Regions from separate parts of the Hordeum vulgare genome. Here region 2 is linked to region 1. The links are chromatin contacts, called in public Hi-C maps. All regions are on one chromosome and are shown on one strand. The core of a region is the stretch at or near the end of the contact, and the rest is flanking DNA. Distances in the headings are between cores, read along the strand shown.

Region 1 (4,876 bases), core at 982-3,481:
AACAGTAGTGAATTCCACGCCGTGATGATGTGCTCCATAGGGTCAAAGTCCAACCACTGATGAGAGATCTGATACTGCGCTTGTACGTAGCTAAGCATAGGAGTTTAGGCTAATTGCTGCGATCAGACAGTTTAGCGAGGAACAGACCTGTCAGTATCAATAAGAAAACTCAATGCAACTATGCAAGACACAGAAAGTGTACTTGTGATGCCTCAAGGAGAGGATCATGAACCTTGCCATCTGGAGTTTAGAAGCTCATCAAAGATGAAGATTGTTTCGCAAAACTTGAACTGCTTTGGCACAAAGCAACTACTCTGTTCCTGAAAAAAATCACTCTGGAGTCTGGAGTATTAACCAGTTGTGATTAAGAAACATCTTTAACTGTATCTGTTTGAGGCAAGGTTAATAGTGTCGTGTACTATCACAGAGACCATATGATAACAGGAGCATATAGAAACTTCCAAGATACTGTATCATTTCACACTGCCAAGCCCCTACTGTGTCCCCTGATGGCAGGATCTCTGTGCAGAGTATTACCGCAACTTTATCACCCCAATCTATATCCCGACCACCATTGTTGTTATTCAGATGTCGCAGAAAAAACATTTACTTACATTAAGTCCTGAGCTGGTCTCTTTCTTTTTGTCTTGTGATCTGGGTTCTGAATACCACTTCATCATCCCTGTAGCAATCAGATCTCCCATTTGCAACAGGTCCACACAGCCTCACCAGAAGCACAGCGAAAACATAGTCAGCATGTATTGGCTTGGCTCTGCACCGTGATCTGCTGAAATGTTGTTTCCAGTCTGAAAATTGTTGCTCAACGTGTAGGACATAGTATATTTATTGCTCAATGGTACCTTCACTTGGCAATGGACATTACAGAATCATTGGCAATAGCTGACGTGGTTTTAGTTCAAATTCAACTTAAAACCACGTCAGTTATTTCCGAATGGAGGTAATATTTTTGAGTGCAAAAGGGGAACAAGAATATTTCCCATGCTCGATATTCATCTCTCATCCAATATGCATTTTCTTTAACCGGGCATAACCCCCTTCCATTAACTGAATAACGGAAATACAACACTTCAGAAGCAGAATAAGGTGGAGACGGGAGAACGGAGAGCGAGTTCAACACATCACCGAAGAGAGTTCAACGCATCACCAGGAAACCCACTGCAGGTGCTCGTCATAGAAACACCCGCTGCAGGACGAAAACTCGACAACACCATCATCTATCCTACCAACAGTTTAGACACTCGCACAGGAGCAAAAGTGTGTATCACCCACGCAGGAGCAGACCAATCAGTACCAACTAAACAACCACCAAAAGAAGACAGGCTAAAAACGATGCATCGAGCAACCCAGAAGCTCAGGTAGCATCACCCTGCACAGCCGCACAGCTCCTCGTCATGTTCTTCGCGTTGTTCCTCAGCATTACGGCACCTCTCTTCAGATCTTCCCCATCACCATGCTTCAGCATTCCTGCCCGATATGCAAATTGCAGATAACGCTAGCAGTTTGTGGTGTCAATTCAGAATCATAAGAATGTATATCCTTGTAAGAAACATAGTTGATTTATAGATGTGAAACCATCCTTTGCTTCAGACATTTTTTTTTTTTTTGAAATGTTAGTTATCCTGCATTCATTAAGAAGAAAAGATTTGTTCAATTAATTTAGAAAAATCGAGCGAAAACCAAGTTGTCCAATTCATTTATTAAGAACCGGGCGAAAACTATCACAACCGCTGGACGACACGTAGAAAAAATCTCGCTCACACCATTCCAAAAAGGATCTTGTCAAGACAGCACGCAGGCGTCATCGCTCCTCCCCTAGAGGTGTCACCGCCATCCCTAAACTCTGAGCAACGACTCTAACTTCATCATAGGCGATCGTCAATTCAACTCACACTCAAGGGGTCATGCGAAAAGGCATGAAGGCCCACGCCAAATCCAGCCACCAGTGACCAGACAGAGTAAACAACAGTAGTATCTCCCGAGCCGCTCCGGAGGCCCCCTCACCCCTGAACCCTAGTCTACACCCAAGCCGCGATCTCTTGCTGCCGCTGCTGTCGGCGACTGCGGCGGCAGCCGTCCCATCCACTCGACGGTGGGCACAAGGTGCTCTCGGCGGTGCTTCATGGAAGGAGGTGGAGCGCAGGTGTAGGTCAAGGGCGGCGCCGTCAGCCGGTCAAGGCCTGGTGTCCTTTATCGGGAGATGGGTGAGGAGACGGCGGCGCGGGGACCTCCTATACGACGCATTTTGCGTCGTATAAGAACCCGACGCAGAGGGGACTCGCTAACTAGGCCGGCCCACACGGTGAGAGGTGAAAAATGGTGAACGCGGAAAAGTAGAGTTGGTGGGATTCAAACCTGCCACCATCCCACTCATTTGTGCTAGTGCTGCTAGCCAGAGCGACTTCCCAGTTGTACTGATGTAAGTACAACATGATACTAGAAGACCTAAATACAACCGCAAAACATAACACTTGAAAACAAACATGAAAAGATTTCCAAAAAATGAAGCAAAAACTTGTACTTCCCAACAGTCTTGACAAACATAACAAATTTTCCAAATTTATGAATAGATTTTAATTTTTCACAAAAAATAGAAATCCCGAAGATTTTTTGAATTTAGAGAACAAAATTTGAACATGGTTTTTTATTCAAATCGCAAATATTTATGAATTTAGAGAACAACATTTTTAAATCAAAAACAAAATTTGATCATGGGAACAAAAAATGAAAAATTCTGAACATTTTTTAATTTATATATTTTTCTTTAAAATCGAGATCAACAATTTAACATGGGAATTAAAAAACCAAAACCAATTTTTTTTTTAATTTAGAGAACAAAATTTTGAGATTAAGAATAAATCTTGAAATCCAGAACATTTTTTCAATTCTAGAGAACAAAATTGAACAGGATTTTTTTATTAAAATCCCGAATATTTTTGAATTAAAAGAACAAATTTGTGAATTCAAGAACAAAAATTAAACCTGGTAACAAAAAAATAAAAATGTCGAATGTTTTTAAATTTGATATATTTCTTTAAAAACAAGACCAACAATTTAACATGGGGACAAAAAAAATCAAAATAGAAGATATTTTCAGAATTTATAGAAGAAAATTCGAAGTAAAGAGCAATTTGAAAATCCCAAAACAATTTTGGAAATGCGAACAATTTTTAGATACCTAAAAATGGAAACATTTTCGAAAACTTAAAAATTCTATAGGTAAAATGAATTTCGATTATTTTTTGAAAAGACACTGTCCAAATTTCTGAATATTTGAACATTTTTAGGACCTCTGAACATTTTTCTCAATTTCTGAACAACAGGTACCTTTTATGATATTTGGAATAGTATTTTTTAAAATGCGAACAATTTATAACTTTCTAAAGATTTTATGGACAACAAAATAATCATAAAAGAAAATTGAAAAACAAAGAAAGAAAATAAAATAAACAGTTAATAGTATAAACAGAAAATCGAAAAAAGGAGAAAAAATAGAACAGAAAAAATAATTGTTCAGAAACCATTTAGAAGTTTTTCAAAATAATAAAAAACCGGATGAAAACCTCTAGAAAGTATCCAAAACCCGAAATGCTAAGACGCTTAAATGGGCCGGCCCAATTCTAACAATCGCTGGATTTTCCTACGCGAAACTGTGACATTTTGCTGTAAAGCGCGTCAAATAGGGATGTCCGCTACGCCGTCGGTGGACGTTCTGGTCATGTTGTTGTTTTTTTGAGGCGGTCTTAGAGGAAATCCAATTCGGGTTTTGGGAGCATATGTTCCTTCCCATTAAAAATGTTTTTCGTAAATGTAAAAAAAGTTGATGTGCTCTTTGTCATACTCAAATTCTACCTGCAATTTTTTAGTGAAAAATCATAAGCATTTTGAGCTGGGCGAAAAAAACAAATCAAACGCCGAATGTTACCAGGAAATGTTATATTTAATTTTGTTTTTTTACCGACCAAGTACCGCTATCCTGTTTGCATGAAAATAATAAAGCACGCTTGTTAGGCTAAAATAAACATCCACACAAAAATTCAGATTTTCTAAAATGTATTTATTATTTGCTTTGAATTTACTATTTATCAGGAAGCATATGCTCTCAAGAGCCAAAACGGTCGGTTTTTCCCGCACCAAGACGAAGATCTGCTTACTGTCTACTTCTGGCCAGGAGCGGTGTGTCTCGGAGGGCTCCGCAGGTGAATTCCATTGGGCGGCTCATGCCTGGAGATTGCTCGATTGAATGAAACTTGATCACGCGCACCCATGTTTTTCTACCGTCTGGTTTTAGAGGGGGTGTTGCGAAGCTCTGCTATTTGCTACCATCATGGGGCATGTCTTTGTTCTTCTATGATGAAGTTAGATGCGGAGAATGTCACGACAACCAGGATATCAGGACCGGTAATGGTGTTTTGTGACTTGAAGCAGCGGCATGGTACGTGGAGCGATAGCACTGGAGAAATTCAAATTTTATCTTGCAGGATGAAAATTTAAGGTCTGATCTTAATTGGTTGTGCCTGACAATGGCCTTGTTAAAGGCATTGTTTTGTGAGTAAGAATTCTCTTCAGGAAGAAAATATATGATGTATGATCCGACGACAGCGACAGTTTTGCACTGTTTTTTTTTCTTGGAGACATCTCTTTTGAAAAGAAGCTATCCAAAATCCTAAACATTTGAACATTTTTTGAACCTCTGAACATTTTTCCAAATTCTTGAAAAATAGGAACATTTTATGATATTTGGAATAGTATTTTAAAAATGCAAACATTTTATAGTTTTCTAAAGATTTTTTGGAAAATCAAATAATCATGAAAGCAAATTGAAAAACAAAGAAAGAAAACAGGAAAGAAAAGAAAA
Region 2 (4,876 bases), core at 1,052-3,551, 130 kb after region 1:
GCTAGTGGAGAAGGAGTTGGACCTCCTTATAAGGGTCTATCTTCTACATGCTATTGGAGCTTGAGAAGAGAAGAGGCCATCGTGCACTCCTCCTCCGCCGCCCGCCTAGCCACGCCATGCCACGCCTCGTCACGACGCGCCGCGGGTTGCGGGATTGAGCCGAGCCAAGTTCATACCTACACGCTTATTTTTGCCGGTCATGAACGAAGAATACCTAACAGATGCACCACGATCTGAGACTTGGATCGCGGGTTGTTACCGACTCGGACGTCGGTCCGGCCCATGTCTCTCCACCCGGGCGCGCCTACATAAGCGAGGCTTCGACCAACCCTAGCTACCACGAGATCAGATCACATCTGCTCTACGCGCTCATTCCTTTTGTTGTTGTTGTCGCCGGTGACTCCGTCCCATTCACCGTGTACACGGTCGACGGAGAGCAGGCCTCCGAAACCCCGCATCTCTGGATCCTGTACGGGAGAGGAGCGATTTGGTTTTTGGGAAGCGACTACGCGACTGCGCGCTTTCGTTCGACTGCTTCCTCTACGTCCGCGTCAAGTTCGTCATCACCATGGCTCCACCAACCGCCGCCGACCGTCTTGTCGCCGAGAAGCTCGAAGCCGACAAAAATGCGGGTAAGGATGCTGCCGCCGCCACTACTACTGCTAAGGTCAACTCACCAATTGGAGGATATAACATATTTATCTTGCTCATGTTTATTTCTGTCGTAGCACTAATAGCGTTATACGTAGATGAATCTGCTGTTAGCGTAGTATCTGCTTATTTGATCAAATACCAGCATGTTTATGTTTATGCCAACATCATGCTAGTAATTTATTTGTGGATTAGTTAAATCTAGAAATTGCCTATTTACCCAACATAAATGAAGGTGTTGCAATTGTCGAACTGGAGAAGGATATACATGCAGTTTCCACAGCTCTTTTCCCTTACTTTGTTTCCACTCTTTTGCTTTCAAGGGGGTGGAAAAGAAGGCAAAATTTGCAGCCGGGGATGGCTTTGAACGTTTGACGAGTAGTCATTGCTTATTCGCTACTCCTCCCTTCAAAGGGAGCGGACGGAGGAAATCAGCCGAAGCCTTTTCAAAAAGGAAAAAGAAGTAATAACTCAGAAGAACACATGTTGGTTTCTCCTGCTTTCCGTATTTAAACTTTAAAATGCTGGTTTTGAGTCGTTTTCATGGTTTTGAAGCTTTGAATGAACTGTTTGACGACGGGACGGACAGAGAAGATAGCCTTGCCATCTATGAAAAGGATCGGCATCCAAGCATCTCCCTTCGAAGTTGTCGTGCCTCATGTCGGCTAGCTTTGCCTCTTTCTTGGACTGAACAAAACTACCTAATCTCTGGCGACAGAACGATGCTCTTCTAGAACCCTGAACGTAGAAGACAGCCCGGGCCTATACAAACACCTAGAGCACACACATAAAATACTCCATCTTTTGACAACGGGAACGGCGTTACGGCGGGAATTCGTAGATGGGTCATGGGTGATTCCATTTTTTTTAGCAACGTAGTAGATGGGCGATTCCATTTTTCTAGCAACGTACTAGTAGTAGATGGGTCATGGGTGATTCCATTTTTTTAGCATAGATGGGTGATATTCCTGGCGTGTGTGTTCAATGTTTCGTACTCCGGCTTTGGAACGGATATAATCTTGGTCCGGCATTGACGGTGGAGTACGACCGATCGATCGATCTAGGGCGAGCTTTTGGCCGCAATTATTAGTAAGCTTGACCGGCTGCTATTGCTACTACTCCTACTAGCTAGTGCTGGTCCAGGAGAGGTTAGTTTTGCAGTACGTTCTACGCTGCCCATATGATATGATGGCGACCAGCCGTACCACGGACGCAAAGACACAAGAACCCTCGAGTGTTTCGGACGAGTTACCGGATGCAGACGACGCGATCCCACACGCTGCATGCAGCCGCTTGCGGATCAGTGCCGGATTCCGATTCTGATAAGATCAGTGCTGAAGCTGGCAGTTAACATAAAGCATGGGGGATTAGACGAAAACAGGAACAACATGAGCAAGCAAAAAAAAATGGAGTAGAACAGTAAAACCGCATAATATTGAATATCCGAGTCCGAGAGGGAGCGTGGTCGTAGGTGTTGCGGTGGCGGTGGGGAAGCTGACAGCGTGGTCAAAGACGGAGAAAAAAAACAATAAATCCGAGAGGCTTGCAGCGGTGTTCCGAGAAGGGCGTAGGTGTGGTCAAACGTGGGAAGGGGCGACGGGATCGGCGCTTGACCGCATCGTGCCCGTCCGGCAGCGCCACGGACGGCCAGGATCGGTCCGGCGCCGCGCGCGCCGACGGCCACAGCGGTCGGTCGGGAGTAAAGCCCGGGAGGGACCACCCACGGGCATTGATGGAGCCGCCTGCGGGCATGATTGGGCAATCATGCGTCTCCTCCGAGGCGCACGAATCTCGAGGCGCGTCGCGGGTAGTAGTAGTAGTACAAAACTCAACCTGCAGCAGGGACGCCGGCCTCTTTGATGTGGCCGCTGTCGTTGCATGAGAGGTTGAAATGGTTGATGTACTACATCTTTTTCCAGGTTTAAATCGACTATTTTAACTGTGAACCTTGGCTCTGTTTACGAGTGCTACTCCAGGTTGAGTTTTAAACCTGACTAATACTGTGAGTAGTCTGTTTTAAACTTGAATTCTAACGCCCCAACTCCAGCCCACCACCCTATCATGTCCGCCTGCGTCCATCTGAAGCAAAACCGACACACCAATCGACCCAGCGTGCGGATGCAAACGGACGTTTATCCATTTTCGGTCCGCATTTCCGGTCCAAACTTAATCTGATTTGAAGGTGAAACTGACGCGCGCGGACGCCGCACGGACGGGCGGGGTGCACACGCTTGTCCTTCCCTGACCTGCCCATCTGTGACACAAAGCAGCACGACCTTTCCGCCCCCACGCCCCATTCCATTTCATCCCCCCCCCCCAAACCGTCCCACGCCTCGCCCTCCCCTCCGCCCGCCATCCTCCCGCCATGGCCGATCCCCCGCCAATTCCGACGACCCGGCCGTCGTCCCGGCCACCAAGGCGAAGAAGAAGAAGGCGCCCAAGGATACGAAGAAACCGCGGTCGAAACTCATGCCGGAGGAGATCGCAAAGCTGGGCGCGGAATCGGCGAGCGGAGGCGAAGAGGAAGGACGCCACGGCCGCGTATGCCATCGAGCACGCTGCACAGGGGCAAGACCAACTCCAAGGTGGACGACAAGCCATTCACTCTCAGCATTGTTTGACAAATCATCAACAATTGCCCTAAGTTCAATGACCAATACCGTTAGCTTCAAAGGAAGAGATGCAACAAGGCGGCCGCCTTGGCCGGAGGTGGAGATGGTGAGGCGTTCAAGAGCCGAGGGGCAAGACCAACTTCAAGGTGGACGACAAGCGTGATGCGACATCGTATGCTTTGCATGAGACTTTGCATGACATGATGTCTCAAAAGAAAGTGTTGGACGAGAAGAAGCGACAAGGCAAGGAGGAGCAAATGAAGCAATACATGAAGCTGCAAACAAAGAAGCTTGAGATGGAGGAGGCGTCCAAGAAGAGGCAGCTCGACATCGAGGAGGTGGCCAGACAGAGGCAGCTCGACATCGAGGCCGCCAATTCCGCGGTCAGGCAGAGACAGCTCGACATTGAGGCCGTCAATGCCGCAACCAAAGCAAAGGTGATGGCGCTGGCGATCATGAGCGTGGACTTGAGCAAGATGAGCGAGAAGACAAGGAACTAGTTCGAGGCCCGACAGAAAGAGATGTTCGAAACCGATGACTTGAACTAGGGCGTCAGATCGGCTGTGATCGTTCTTTTTTTGGAGGCTGGCATGGTGAGTCGGCCGGTGGCTATGTTGCCGACGAAAAACCTATTCTTTTTTGGAGGTCGGCTGTGTTGTCGGCCGCTCGACGTGTTGCCGGCGAGGACGTGTAGGTTGCCTATGTTGTCGGCGAGGACGTGTAGGCTTGCTGTGTTGCTAGCGTGATCTAGGGTTGCTTGCATGAACTATGAGCTGTGGATATTCGAATGCTTGTGTTTGAAAATGAGTTAGACAGGATGTTGTCAACAATGCGTGTGCGCGTTGAACGCACGACCACCGCATCCTTAAAATGACCCGGACCCTACCTCATTTTTCACTCTAAACAGACAAAATCCGAACAAAACGGACGTGGATGGGTCATGCGTTTGAGTTCACCTCACACTCTCACACCTGCACGCTGGTGGTACGTGCACTTCGTGCTCAAATACTACCGGTGGAAAGGTACGCACCTGCGTCCAAAGGCAGGAACTGTTTTTCCACGGCCATCGTCGTGTTCACATACACGTCTGCTTGGTAGTAGTAATATCGATGTGTCGTTTAAGGCGTGTGTGCTTAACTTAGGACCGTTTTCATGTTGCCCGTGCGTTAGTTATAAAACACGCTGATCCCCACTGAGCTGGACTGCTCCTTCAATCCACACCTCTGCTTCTTCGACCGCTTGCGCTTGGCTCGTCGCCGCGTGAGCATGATGCTGCCTCGAGAAATCTACCCTTTTCACATGAAATTTCGCCCGTATCTCTCTCGGTCAGTGAGTGAGCCGGTCAGTCTCGTCAGTGATATTTCTGCCTCTGCGCCGATCGGTTGGCCGGTCACAAGGTGGGAGCACGTAGAACAAACGACAAGAGAATCGCGGAAATCTCGTTACACAACAAAAGCCGCGCCTCGTCGCACACGTCCAGACGTTGGACGTGTTTGCACTTTGCCGGAGCACTCGAGGCTCCAGTTTTCTTTTTCTTTGAAAAACAACTATGGTCTTCTATGCAAATTAATTGATGTATGTTTAGGCTAGTCATAGTGAAGAGTAACTTAGGC

Evidence for each region. Hi-C and Micro-C count contacts between places; a contact is called where the count stands out from the background.
Region 2: a contact with region 1 is called in a Hi-C map of leaf, with 2.6 times the contacts expected there. The contact joins two enhancer-like sites.

Annotation. Positions count from the first base shown.
Region 1 is chr3H:530,224,715-530,229,590 of MorexV3_pseudomolecules_assembly, forward strand. No RefSeq gene overlaps it. Among protein-coding and RNA genes, the nearest start is that of LOC123444724, 63 kb to the right of the region's middle. Within about 2 kb of position 2,232, at least 3 of the 3 cell types and tissues checked have open chromatin away from gene starts, as enhancers often do. A contact at or near this core is called in leaf, where this site is marked.
Region 2 is chr3H:530,350,365-530,355,240 of MorexV3_pseudomolecules_assembly, forward strand. No RefSeq gene overlaps it. Among protein-coding and RNA genes, the nearest start is that of LOC123444726, 21 kb to the right of the region's middle. Within about 2 kb of position 2,302, at least 3 of the 3 cell types and tissues checked have open chromatin away from gene starts, as enhancers often do. A contact at or near this core is called in leaf, where this site is marked.